Linked DNA regions of Bos taurus: region 1 is linked to region 2. The links are chromatin contacts, called in public Hi-C maps. All regions are on one chromosome and are shown on one strand. The core of a region is the stretch at or near the end of the contact, and the rest is flanking DNA. Distances in the headings are between cores, read along the strand shown. Region 1 has its middle 15 kb from the start of MMADHC. Region 2 holds the start of RND3 (Rho family GTPase 3).

Evidence for each region. Hi-C and Micro-C count contacts between places; a contact is called where the count stands out from the background.
Region 1: a contact with region 2 is called in a Hi-C map of skin fibroblasts, with 9 times the contacts expected there. The contact joins the enhancer-like site here to the promoter of RND3 in region 2. A contact is called at or near these places in 2 of 11 Hi-C or Micro-C datasets (liver and skin fibroblasts).

Annotation. Positions count from the first base shown.
Region 1 is chr2:46,531,692-46,538,000 of ARS-UCD2.0, reverse strand. No RefSeq gene overlaps it. Among named protein-coding and RNA genes, the nearest start is that of MMADHC, 15 kb to the left of the region's middle. Within about 2 kb of position 3,755, at least 13 of the 102 cell types and tissues checked have an H3K27ac peak or open chromatin away from gene starts, as enhancers often do. A contact at or near this core is called in skin fibroblasts, where this site is marked.
Region 2 is chr2:45,695,145-45,701,498 of ARS-UCD2.0, reverse strand. It overlaps RND3 (Rho family GTPase 3), which reads right to left and starts at 3,360. Exons shown (of 5, transcript NM_001191158.3): 1 at 2,972-3,360; 2 at 2,389-2,476. The coding sequence starts at 3,121.

The sequences.
Region 1 (6,309 bases), core at 2,506-5,005, 840 kb before region 2:
ATATTCCTTTGGTATCTCTAATTTTCTTGAAGAGATCTCTACTCTTTCCCATTCTATCATGAACTTCTTATTACCAAGTTCAGACTTAAATTGAAGAAAGTAGGGAAAACCACTAGACCATTCAGGTATGACCTAAATCAAACCCCTTATGGTTATACAGTGGAAGTGAGAAATAGTTTTAAGGGCCTAGATCTGATAGATAGAGTGCCTGATGAACTATGGACCGAGGTTCGTGACATTGTACAGGAGACAGGGATCAAGACCATCCCCATGGAAAAGAAATGCAAAAAAGCAAAATGGCTGTCTGGGGAGGCCTTACAAATAGCTGTGAAAAGAGGAGAGCGAAAAGCAAAGGAGAAAAGGAAAGATATAAGCATCTGAATGCTGAGTTCCAAAGAATAGCAAGAAGAGATAAGAAAGCCTTCCTCAGTCAATGCAAAGACAGGCATAGTTTTGGCCATTTCTAAAAACTCAGGATTTTCCTGGAAACCCCTTGTATGCTCCAGCTATCCATTGCTAGGTGGTGATATGTGGATATTATAGAGAAATGTTACAGAGTGAATGTTATTTGTCTCTAGGACATAAGGGAGGAAGAGCCCTCAATTTAATATTTTGTTTTTCAGCTTGAATGTGATTTATACATGCTGTCACTGGACTTTAATTGTGATATTAAATATGAAAGTTGCCTATGTGCTCTTCTCTGTCTCTCTCCTCATCATTACAGTGGAGACAATATTATCTATTTCATAGACATACATGATGTATATGAGATAATCCATGTAAAGATAGTCCATGTGAAGATATGAGATTGTATGATACATACATACATACAGTCCCTGTAAAGAGTTTAGCACAGTGCCTGGCACTTAGCAAGTGTGCAATAAATGTTAGCTGATATCATCTTCCTCCTCATCATTGTTTGTCATCATCACTCGTCATCATCTTTGCACTCCATCCTCATAGGGAGATGATAATGTGGTAAGGAGCTGTGGTTCCCATATATATGTGCACAGGCTTATCAGGGGTGATGATGCTGCCTAGGCCCTCCTCTCTATCTGGTACCAGGAAATGGTTTGGTCTAGAAAGGAACAGGCATGGATTTATGTGGGACTCAGGATGTTGGCCTGTTTTGTTCTGAGCTACTTCTTTTTGAGGTGATGGTGGCTGTATTTTAGGACTTAAAGCATAAAGTCAGAGCAGAGAATAGGAGTGAGAAGATTTAAGCAAAATCTGATTAAACACTGAGTGAGAAGCATCCATAAGTCACATTTTGTAAACTTAGGATTCAGGCTGTGATGATCTAGCTACATAGAGAAAGTGGAAATGCTTCGATTTGAAATGAGGGTATAATGCTACCTGGGAGCTTGTTAAAAAGGCAGAGTCTCTGGCTCCAACCCAAAATTGTTGCCGCAGGATCTGTGTTTTAACAAGATTCATAGTGATTCATATATACAATAAAGTTCTCTTGAATGAGATTCACCAGGAGGTAGAAAAGAGACGGTAGCATTGGGCCTTGCATAATGTACATACCCCATCTATATATAGAATCCAAATCTATGAGGCTAAGGAAACTATGTTTTAACCCTTCAGGGAACTTTTGTTTTTTATGAACACTGGAATTTGAGGTCCACAAGTAAAAGATAGAACTGTGCTGGGGAGAAGTGCAATACGCATTGTGAACACTAGCTGCCGCTACTCTACAATTTAAAAACGGCCCTGATCATTAACAGCTAAAAGAATTATTACAAGAACGTCTAAATTTTCAGGGTATAGGTCTAGGGAAAATGAACCGTAAGTTAAACAGAGTTGGATTTTCCTGTGATTTTTATTAAAGACCCCTAGGACATATGAATGACTTACAAAGAGAAGTGGTTGGAGATTTGGAAATTTTGGGCACATGCGAATAAAAGTACATCTAGAGAACAATGTTTCTTTGTACTTGGGGAAGCAAAGTCAGTGTATGTGGTTTAAAAAGCCAAACTGGAGTCCACAAAGTATATAAGGCAGCTCAGTGACTCATTTAGAATATCTTTTCCTTTTCCTGACCTTACGTTACAATGTTAATTTTATGCTGGGTTTGCCAGATATTTAATTTTTATCTGCAGCTGAGGGATTGAAAGGCTTGTGTGCTGTCCATGTGAACATTGTCTTTATTTGTGAACACTGCACCATACTCAGGGACTTGGATTCAAGTTCTGTCTTCTTCGTAAAGTCCGTATAGATCAGCATGATGGTGCCTTAACATCTGTGAGCCTTGAAATAGGCATAAAAACGCCCACATAAGGGCTGTCATGAGGAGGACCCAGGTAACACAAAATTTATGAAATGTTTTATAAATTTTAAAGTATTAAATAAATGCAAAATATTATTTGAATGCTTACAACATTGGGCCTCTGCTTTGGTATTGGTCTTTGAATCCACCCTCCCCACCCCCCCCCCTCCCCCGCAAAGCACCTTTTCCATAAAAATGACTCTGGTTCTGCTAAGAGCCTAGTTATTTTCCCCAACTAGATCTTTTAGCTTACTTCATATAGGGTTGACTGATAAAATATAGGACTCGCGGTTACATTTGAGTTTCAGATAAACAGTGCATAATTTGTTAGTATAAGTAGGACTTAGATATTGCATGGCAGTCTGGCAAATTTAACTCAAAGCAAACTAAGGACATTGTTCGTGTTTATATTTCTACACCTGAACCTTCTATTTTGCCTGATATGGAAAAAGTCTGGTTCAAAAAAAATGTAGGTCTAAAAATGGTTTCAGAGAGTTATTGCTAACTGAAAGCTCACATCTTCAAAATGTTTATATTTCCTGTCTAGAAATGGCTTGCTTGGGCTTATACTCTAAAGACTGCTTGGAGGGAAATAGGGCCTCTTAACTAATCCTTGAAATTATTTTTCATTTCTGTGATAGTCTGTTACTCTTTTGATTTTTGATTGTTCATTAATATCTCTTTCTCCTACTGTGTGGTTGTGGGACTAAAAGGAGGGAAAGCCTGAATCGCAAAAATGAAAGCCACTCACAAACAATCCTGATGCATTTCTGATACAGCCCTCTCTTGCCAATTATAATCATGCAGCAAATGATGCTATTAAAATGTATAGACTACATAGAGAGAGTCCATGGCCCAATGAAGAAGAAGCATAAGAAGGAAAGGGGGGAGTGAGATACATGCTAAGTGTTGAGAAAGAGTTATCTTGAGGAATTATTTGCAGTTTCAAAGTACTTGAGGATAATATACAAAATGGGGTTTAACTCAATAAAATAAATCCAAAATTACACTTTCACGAATATACCCTGGGGTAGAATGAGGAATCACCCTAGGATTCCTGATGTACTGAACAGCCAAATCTAACAGGAAACCCTGGGAAGGCAACTGCAGAAAAATGACACCTTTGGGCTTAGCTGTGGACAGAGGAGCTTGGTGGGCTACAGTCCATGGGGTCACAAAAGAGTTGGACACGACTTTGTTCAGTCGCTAAGTCGTGGCTAACTCTTTGCGACCCTGTGAACTGCAGCACGCCAGGCTTCCTTGTCCTTCACTATCTGCTGGAGTTAGCTCAAACTCATGTGCATTGAGTTTATGATGCCATCCAACTATCTTATCCTCTGTCACCCTCTTCTTCTTTTGCTTTCAGTTTTTCCTGACATGGGGGTCTTTTCCAAAGAATTGGTCATGACTGAGCAACTAAGCACAGCACAGCACAGCGACTAAATAATAATGTTAATATCAGTCTCTGGACGCTAGGTGGCGATATATAGCAACATGAGGATATTGGAATCTGTGGAAGAGATGCTGAATTAGTGGGGGAGGGGTTGTGAGATGAGTTTTGGTTTCCTGCTGTTAACACAGAGCTCTTCGGTTTATGGTAGATTGTGCCTTCCACTGTGATCTTATGAAACTTCAATAGGGGCAGCGATTGGGTCAGAACCACCACTAGTGATTTCCTTCTCTTTAGTTTCTTCCATTTTAAGAGGTAACTTCACACTTCTGCAAAGCACTTAATTAGGCTCATCTAGCACCCAAACTTGATACGTGTATCCAAATTTAGATACAGATATGGTGAAGTTGTTTACTTGGTATTTGGGGCCATTAGAGGGAGCCAGAGAGGAGAGCGAGGTTGCACTAGGTGATCTGAACCATCAATGAGGGGTAAGGCTGTGCTCCTGGACTGTGTGTTCCTGTCACTAAGATCATTTGCTAATCTGCTGACCGATTGCAGTGGGAGTATCCCCTGGACATGCTGAAAGCCCAGTACCCTGTCATTTGAGTAGAGCAGGCCCTTCACCAGCCCCTGGGAATATCAGTGATTATCCTACTCCGACATAAGGTTCCTGTTTTCTTTACAGTTTGATGATGTTGGAAGGCATCAGTGATGCATGCTTGCTCATTGCTTGAAGAAGCTTTTGTCTTTAGAAAAATATATAGAATCTTGGATCAGGTCAATTTTTTTCTCTGTTTTAATTTGTATTGATATTTCTTGAATTCCAAGAAAGTCACATGCATATAAAATGATCATTGAAACCTTTACTCCATTGTTTTGGGAATTTCCTCTTGTATTTATGCCCCTTTTCCTGCCTAAGTAAAACAGAATGATTTAATTAGAATTTGGGGATGAAATCTACTAAGCCTGTATTCTCAACAAAAATGTGGGATTTAAGTTAATTTTCATGCCCCAGTTTGTATCCCTTTTGCCCCCTTTACATGGTCAGTTTTATCTTCAGCTGTCTTCTGACATTACCTACTGTTAGCTAAGCAGATTATGCTTGTTCTCATCTGAGCCTTTCTCACCCTGTTAATACATGCTGGTATGCCCTGTCTCCCTGCTTTTCAGGATTCAGCTCCAAGGCATTTCCTTTAAGACGTATCTCTGGGTAATTCACACTAATCTGCTGTGAAAGCAGGAAACTAGGAAACTGCACCAGAGAATAATACTCAAGGGAGCTCATGATTGTAACCCAAGCTCAGCTACTTTCTGATTGGTTTACACATGCACATATGCACACATGCGTGCATGCGCGCGCACACACACACACACACAGCTAACTAGATTACAAGCTTTTTGAACGTGAGGATTACAACCCAATGACATCCAGCGATATGGTGTATATTGAATACACATACTCAATAGATGTCCTTCTTTTATCCACTTCTGTGATCCCACAGCAGGAAACATAGTACGTGCTCAATAAATGTCAATTGAAACAGCTGGAGAATTGATTTCTACTGCTCTGCGGAAATGGCACCCCACTCCAGTACTCTTGCCTGGAAAATCCCATGGATGGAGGAGCCTTGTAGGCTGCAGACCATGGGGTCGCTAAGAGTTGGAAACGACTAAGCGACTTCACTTTCACTTTTCACTTTCATGCATTGGAGAAGGAAATGGCAAGCCACTCCAGTGTTCTTGCCTGGAGAATCCCAGGGACAGGGGAGCCTGGTGGGCTGCCATCTGTGGGGTCGCACAGAGTCGGACACGACTGAAGCAACTTAGCAGCAGCTCTGCGGAAATACTAACTCTCTGCTAATGTGAGATTGTGATATCTATTGTGAAAAACTTGGTAATCATCAGCATAGAACAAGAGCTAGTTCAAGCATTATCTTCTCCATAAGAAATTCCCAAGGCCACTACAATCCTGTTTTCTTCTCCTATTTTTAAAGTACTCAATTATCTTATCTACCTTCATTGTATCTCTATTGATCAAATGTATAAAGTTAAAATCTATAGTGTAGGATTAATACTGGTGTCTACCTGTTAGGGTTGTGATGGTTGAATGACTTGATATATTTAAAGTACTTAGAACTGTACCTGGCATTTAATAAGTGATTGGTTGTTGTTGTTTATTATTGCTATTGATGTAAGATTGCTCCTTGTTTTATGTACATATAGCTTGTCTTATCACTTAGATTATAAACTTTCAGGGACAGGCATCTGCATTTTAATCTCTTAGAAAATGTAATTGTGCCCCTAATTATTTGGTAGTTTGTGTCTTTTTTTTTTTTCCTGATTAGTCTGACTAGAGGTGTATCAATTTCATTGACTCTTCTCCTAGGAATAGTTTTTGGTTTCATTGTTTTTGTACTGTTTTTCTGTTTTCAATACCATGGATTTCTGCTCTTTATTACTTTCCCCCACTTACTTTGGGTTTAATTTTCCATTCTTTTTCTAGTAGAAACTTAAATAATTGATTTGAGACCTTTCTTCTCCAATATTAGCATTCGCTATATTTTCTCCTCTAAACTGTGCTTCAGCTGCATTCCATAAATTTTTATTGCTTTGATTATTTGGTTAATTTTTTTCCTGTTTTTCC
Region 2 (6,354 bases), core at 2,111-4,610:
TATAAACTGCCTACATTGTTTATTTCCTAGCCTTTGTAAAGCATGTGTCTTTTTTCTCTTAAAAAAAAAGTCAATTTAGCCCTTTGGGCGCCCAATTTAAAATCTCCTTTGGTGGTCCTGTGACTGGAAGCTTGAGACAAGGAAGGGGTAAATAACCCAACATTCCTTTAAGGTTACCCATGCCCCCTCCCTGCCCAAATGGGTCTCTTTCCTAAATCCACCAGGAAGCAGTGGCTCTGTTCAGAATCTGGCTGGCTTCATGGGTGGTGAAAACTAGGGCGTGGGATGCCAGATCCACGGGGACTAAGAGCTGAAGCCAACCAACATCAGTGAAACAAAAAGATTTGCCTGTCTGGTGACCCAAAGCCAAGAAGTCTACAGATAGGAATGATCCTGCACATTATTTGCTTCTGTATCCTTTTTTCAGATGATGAAACGAGACTCGGCGAGGGAGAGAATCCGAACCTAGATATCCGTGTAAGCAGTAGCTTAAAATCTAAACATAGCTCTTGTATCAAAGACCGAATCAGACTCACAGACCCCCATGTCTAAATCACTCTTATCCTGCATTAGGTCCAAAGAGACTGGGCGAGGGGGGTGACTGTTGGTGTTAATTATTGGTACCATACCAGCTGTCCTGCCCACGATGCATAAAAAATACCATGATATATCTGGTAATTGGAGCCCATTAAGAACTAGGCTGTGTACAAATCTGACGATGGAAATGACCGAAACAAGCATTCCGTCTATCACCACCTTCCCTATAGTTTTGAGAGTGTGTGCAATTCTCAGCATAAAATCCAGTGAGGTTTTGGTTCTGCTACCCTTGGCGAGGTTCCAGAAGAGCCCGACTCTCCAGGGAGAAACAAAATCAGCGCATCTTACTGCAGCCCTCGGAGCACCTGGCAACAACCGTGAGAGTCGCTCGCGCGAGACTTCTCACTTGCCTTTGTGCAGGGACTGCCTCTGGCGACCCTGTCAGTCTGGCCTCTTCCTTGTGCTCTCTAATCGCCTCAGTCCCTCCGGGGCTCCAGAGGTTACAGCCGGGGGCGGTGGGAAGCTCGCACAGCCCACAAGCTTCTACGCGAGGCCCCTCCCAGCTGAGCGCAGGTCCACCTCGCCGGCCTTCCCCGCCCGACAGTAAAGCCTGCGTGCTGGCACTTGCGCGCGCCTCCTCGCCAGTTTCACCCAGGATTTGGCTCGGTTCACCCGCAGCAGCCCAGCTCCCTGCTAAACTCCTAGACCTAAGCTCAGGGGCCTTCCCCGGGCCTTCCCGCTGTCTCCTCCTCCTCCTCCAGAGGCTACACCCTTCCTGGAAAAGGCACTCCTACGCCGCCAGGCACCGCAGCAGGGTCGGCGGGTCCCCGGGTTCCAGCCGGAGAGTCTAGGTGATGTTACCGCCCCCACCGCGCCTGACCCAGACCGAACCCCTAATATCCGCGCGGGTAAGCCTTCCCCTTCGCGGTGTAACCAGCCCTCCCTACAGCTGCGTGCCAGGTTGGTGCGTGTGTGCGTGGGAAGGCGATAACCCGGCCTTGAACCCCAGACACTAGAAAATAATCCACCGTGCCAATAATTCAACTGGATGGGAAGGTCAAAGGCGAATAGGGCAGCCCGCGGCCTCGCACACTGGAGAGGGGTGATGCAATGGGTTAGGAGGGAACGGCGTGGGCCGGAGGACACCAAGTGACCACCGGGGCAGGGGAGCTCAGATCTGCAGGTCGGCACTGAGGCGGCGCGGGCGGCGGGCAGCTAGGAGAGGAGGCCCGGGGACCCCCGCCGGGTGCTGCCCGCGCCGCCAGCGCATTCCTGGCAGTAGGCGTCACGAGCGCCGCGGATGCTTGCGCGCCCCCTACTCTCTCCGCAAGCGCGGAATCCGCACGTAAGTGCGTGGCTTCGGGGGTTTTCTCCCACCTCCCACCACCCTTTCGGTGCTCCCAGCCTACCAGCCAAGCAGCAGGTTAGATCCTGGAGGGGCGCTCGCATCCTAGAGCCAGCTGATACCGACAAGGCGCACACATCCCCCCTAACATTTGGCTACCCTGGCCACCCCGAGAGGACTCGGGCATAGCTCCGCGAGCCAACCGCTCCCCGGACACCCGGCTACAAGCATTTTACATCCCGGGGTGACCCTTTGGGCCCGGAGCTTCCTTTTCTTCCCACAGCTATTGCCCGACCCAATATCTTTCCCCCACCCCCATTCAGAAGGGGCAAATTTTTCATCCATCAGGGAATCCCTCATAAGAAACAAAGTTAACGGAGGAACGCAGAACGGGCGCTGGCGGGTGCCGAGAGCGTGCCAGAAACGCGGGGCCTCGAGACCTTTGCGCACCCCCCTGAACGCCTGGAAACCCGCCCGAGCGCCACGCGGTCAGATGATTCTCTTACCCGAAGTGTCCCATAGGCTCAACTCTATTCTTTGTGTGTCGATTTCAAAACTGGCCGTGTAATTCTCAAACACTGTAGGGACGTAATTCTGGATAAAATGGACAGAAGTAAAGAGGGCAAAGAGGTTATCTTAAAATGCACGACAGCTGCAGTACACCCTTTGAAAATAGTCCCTTTACTCTCCCATTAAAAAACGAAGACCCCCCCAAATCCACACGCACCACATCTCATACTAAACACGCAGATCCTTTCCGAAAGCCCTAACTTCCCTCTCGCCCCACCCGGATTCTCCAAGAGTGGAGGATCCGAATCTCCCAACCCCAGATTCTGCACACATGACCGAACAAGTTTCAGAAGCTAACAGGAGAATGTGTAAGCGTATCCCAACCCCTCCACGCTTCCACCCCACTTTTCCTTTCCCGGCAATTAACCGGGGCGAAAGTAATAAGCGGTGAGAAAGACGGCTGAAAAAAAAAAAAAGAGAGAGAGAGAAACGGGTGAAGGGTGAAAGCCAGGGAAACCCACCTCGAGATGGGGATCCCTTCCCCGCAGCCCGCCCGCAGCCCCAGCCGGCCACACTCACTTCGGGGAAGCAGTCTTTGGCGAAGACGTGGAGTAGCGCGGTTTTCCCACACTGACTGTCTCCCACCACTACTATCTTGCATTTCACGTTCTGATTAGGATCCATGATAGATTTACTGGATAATTTCTGGCTGGCTCTTCTCTCCTTCATTGATCTTGTCTTATTTTCTCTTGAAACAGGAATTTTCACTTAAGAGGAAAAAAAATATATATATATATATGTTTCTTTCTCTACAAAAAGCAGATATAAAAATAAACCGCAAGGGTGGTAGGAACCCCTGAGGCGCCGCGCGGACGAGGAGAGCTAGAGGAGCAGGCTCGTTACTCTCCTCCAACAAGTTTTATGCCTGACTCCAAACGGCGTTTCCCAAGTCCAATTCCGATCCGACTGCTTTGTTTCACGCTCTCTGCGCGGCTTTATACGCCCGGCCTTCCAATCCTCTTTCTCAATGAGAGAAGGAAACTGATCCGCCTCCTCCCCTTTTATGGAGCCTGGGAGACAGCGCCGTCTAGTTACTTGCAGAAAATGTAGACAGTGCGCCCTCTAGGGTGACCATGCGGGATCGATTTCCAGTCCAAAGCTCGGCGACGACTTGAGGACCCAAACGACGCTGTGCTGAAGATTGGGACTGTACAAGTCCAGGAGGAAGTGGGGAACGGAATTGTCTGTGCATATTGACTTTTATTAGAATTTCTGGATAAACGTTTTCATGGGGGCTGCTCTAAGGAAGCCTCGTGAGCATTTATGAAAGCAAAAACATTTCTTACCCAAAACATCGTTATAAAACACTGAAAGCAAATCTTGGGTGGGGAAGGGTTAAGTGCTTGTATTTTCTTAGGAAATGTTTTGCATCAGGTATTTAGGCCACGGAACAATAGCTAAGCCAGGTTGTTTGAGATGCCAGAACTGGCTTGCTCGGGTCACAGCAACAGACTGGCTTTGGGAACCTCTGTTTCAGTGACTCAGGAGAAGAGGGAAAGGTTTGGAAGAGAGGGGAGGGGAGGTTTGTGAGTAGAAGGAAAAAAAAGTGGAAGATGATCATAACTGAGTAACAAAAGCCTTTGGAAAACTCAATCCTACTACACTAGGGACCTAAGCATGCAAGGTCAGCCATTGTCTCTGTTTCAGTGAGAAGAGGGGATAGGAAGGATTCCGACCCTGCCCTTTAATTCCTTTATCAGTAGTCTCCCGTTCCCTAAAATCAAAGCACCCTTGACTGACCCGGAAAATGCAGATATGCTTAGCTGAAAAATGCAGGTGCAACCCACCACTCCCTTTCCACTGCCTCAACATCCACCCCCCCCTACCCACCCACCTGAAAGTCTCAGAGAGGACTAAAAATAGCCATATATTTGTTCTCTCTTCCCTCTAAAAGTCCTTCTTTACTCATCTTCATTTCCTGTGCTCCAAGTGATCAAAAGGTTTCACCCATTTTTACAATTTTTTAATTGAGGTATAGCTGATTTAGAATATCATATGAATTTCAGGTGTACAACATAAAGATTCACAATTTTTGAAGATTATGCATCATTTATAGTTATTATTAAATATTGGCTATATTCCCGGTGCTATGCAATGTATTCTTGTAGCTTATTCAATTTATACATAGTTGCTTGTATCTCTTAATCCCCTAACCCTATCTTGCTCCTTCCCCTTCCCTCTCCCCACTGGTAACCACTAGTTTGTTCTCTATATCTTTGAGTCTGTTTCTTTTGTTATATTCACCAGTTTATTTTTTAGGTTTCATATATAAGTGATATCATACAACATTTGTCTTTCTCTCCGACTTACTTCACTTAGTACAATATCCTCCAAGTCCATCCATGCTGTTACAACCGACAAAATTTGCAGAGGTTTTAGCTATTGTACTAAGGACATTGGCCAAAAAAAAGTATAGGTTTCCTGATGGACATTTCTAGTTTTGTAAATGAGAAGATAAGGTGAAAAATCAGAAAGTTCAGTATGGGGAGCGAAAACGCACAATGAAAGATGGTTAAAAGCACAGATGTAAGTATTAACCCTAGGGCCATGAAGCCTCAGGGATCTAAGGATTGTCTCTTCTTCCTTTCAGAGCAAAGAAAACTGGAGCTCCCCAAAGGAAGACTAACTCAGACTCAGTTTGTAAGGCTGTGTTCATATACACAGAGAACTGACCTACAGAAAAAGGGATTGCTGGCCCTGCTCAGGTTCCTAAAGCAGCACTAGCCAAAGTCTGCACTGCAGAAAGGGTCCTCACAAAAAGGGTCTTATGTCCCAGTGAGTGATGGAGACACTATGCCTGTATCACCCCTTGAAGATATACCATGCCCTTTGATATATTACAATAGTAAGAGGCTCTGTAGAAAAGTAGCCTGCCTAACAGAGTTTAACCCAGCATTCCCCAAAATTATCAAAATATTTACTTGCTTGGGAAGCAATGAACATAGTGGTTGGGAGTAGAAAAACATAAAGAAGTGTATCTGTGTGACCTTGGATGAGTTACTTAACCTCTCAAAGCCTTAATTTCATCATCTGTAAAATCCTAATAGTAATGATGAGGAAATGCGAGTGAAGTTTGCAGGGTAGTTTCTGACACCATAAAGAATCCTCAACATTACTTAATATGTCACACGTAACTCTTATTTGCACTTCTCAGAATTGTTGAACATATCTTGGGAAATTCTGGCCTTGTTAATGGACTGACTAATTGATGCTAAGAGAATAGATTTACCCCCACCTTTTTTTCTCAGAGTTTTAACTTAGGAAGTTGCTTCTTTCTGGAGATATGATTTGACCTTCCACATTTCTGAACTGATGAAGTTTATGTAGTTAAACTTCTCTAACTAACAATAAGTTATGAATTATTAGTACTTGGCTGACAGTAAGATGACCATGTAATTCATCATATATGCTGGGACAACTTTGAGAGCAAAAGGAGGTACCATTGATGGTCAGAACAACAGCTGTAAATAGGATCTGGCCCAGGCAAAATAAGAGACCTCATCACTTTAATGAATAATCTGGAATCATAGACCAATTTTGGAAATCAGGTGACCTGAATTTCTAGGAATCTGCCAGTTGCTGAGTGAAATTTAGCGGCTGTGTAATTGAGTAGAAACCCAACTGCCCGAAGTCACCAGGCTTCAAATTTCTTTAGGGTAAGAATTCTTTCCACACTGAGTCTCTACTATTCAGTGTGTAGTAGATACTCAATATTTTTTAAAATTCACTTAGCATTTAGTTCAACAGATATTTATTAAGCACCTGCTGTATGCAAGATGAGCTTCCCTGGGGTCAGTGGAATCTACCTGCCAATGCAGGAGACACGGGTTCAATCCCTGGGTTAGGAAGATCCTCTGGAGAAGGAAATAGCAACCCATTTCATTATTCTTCCTGGGAAATCC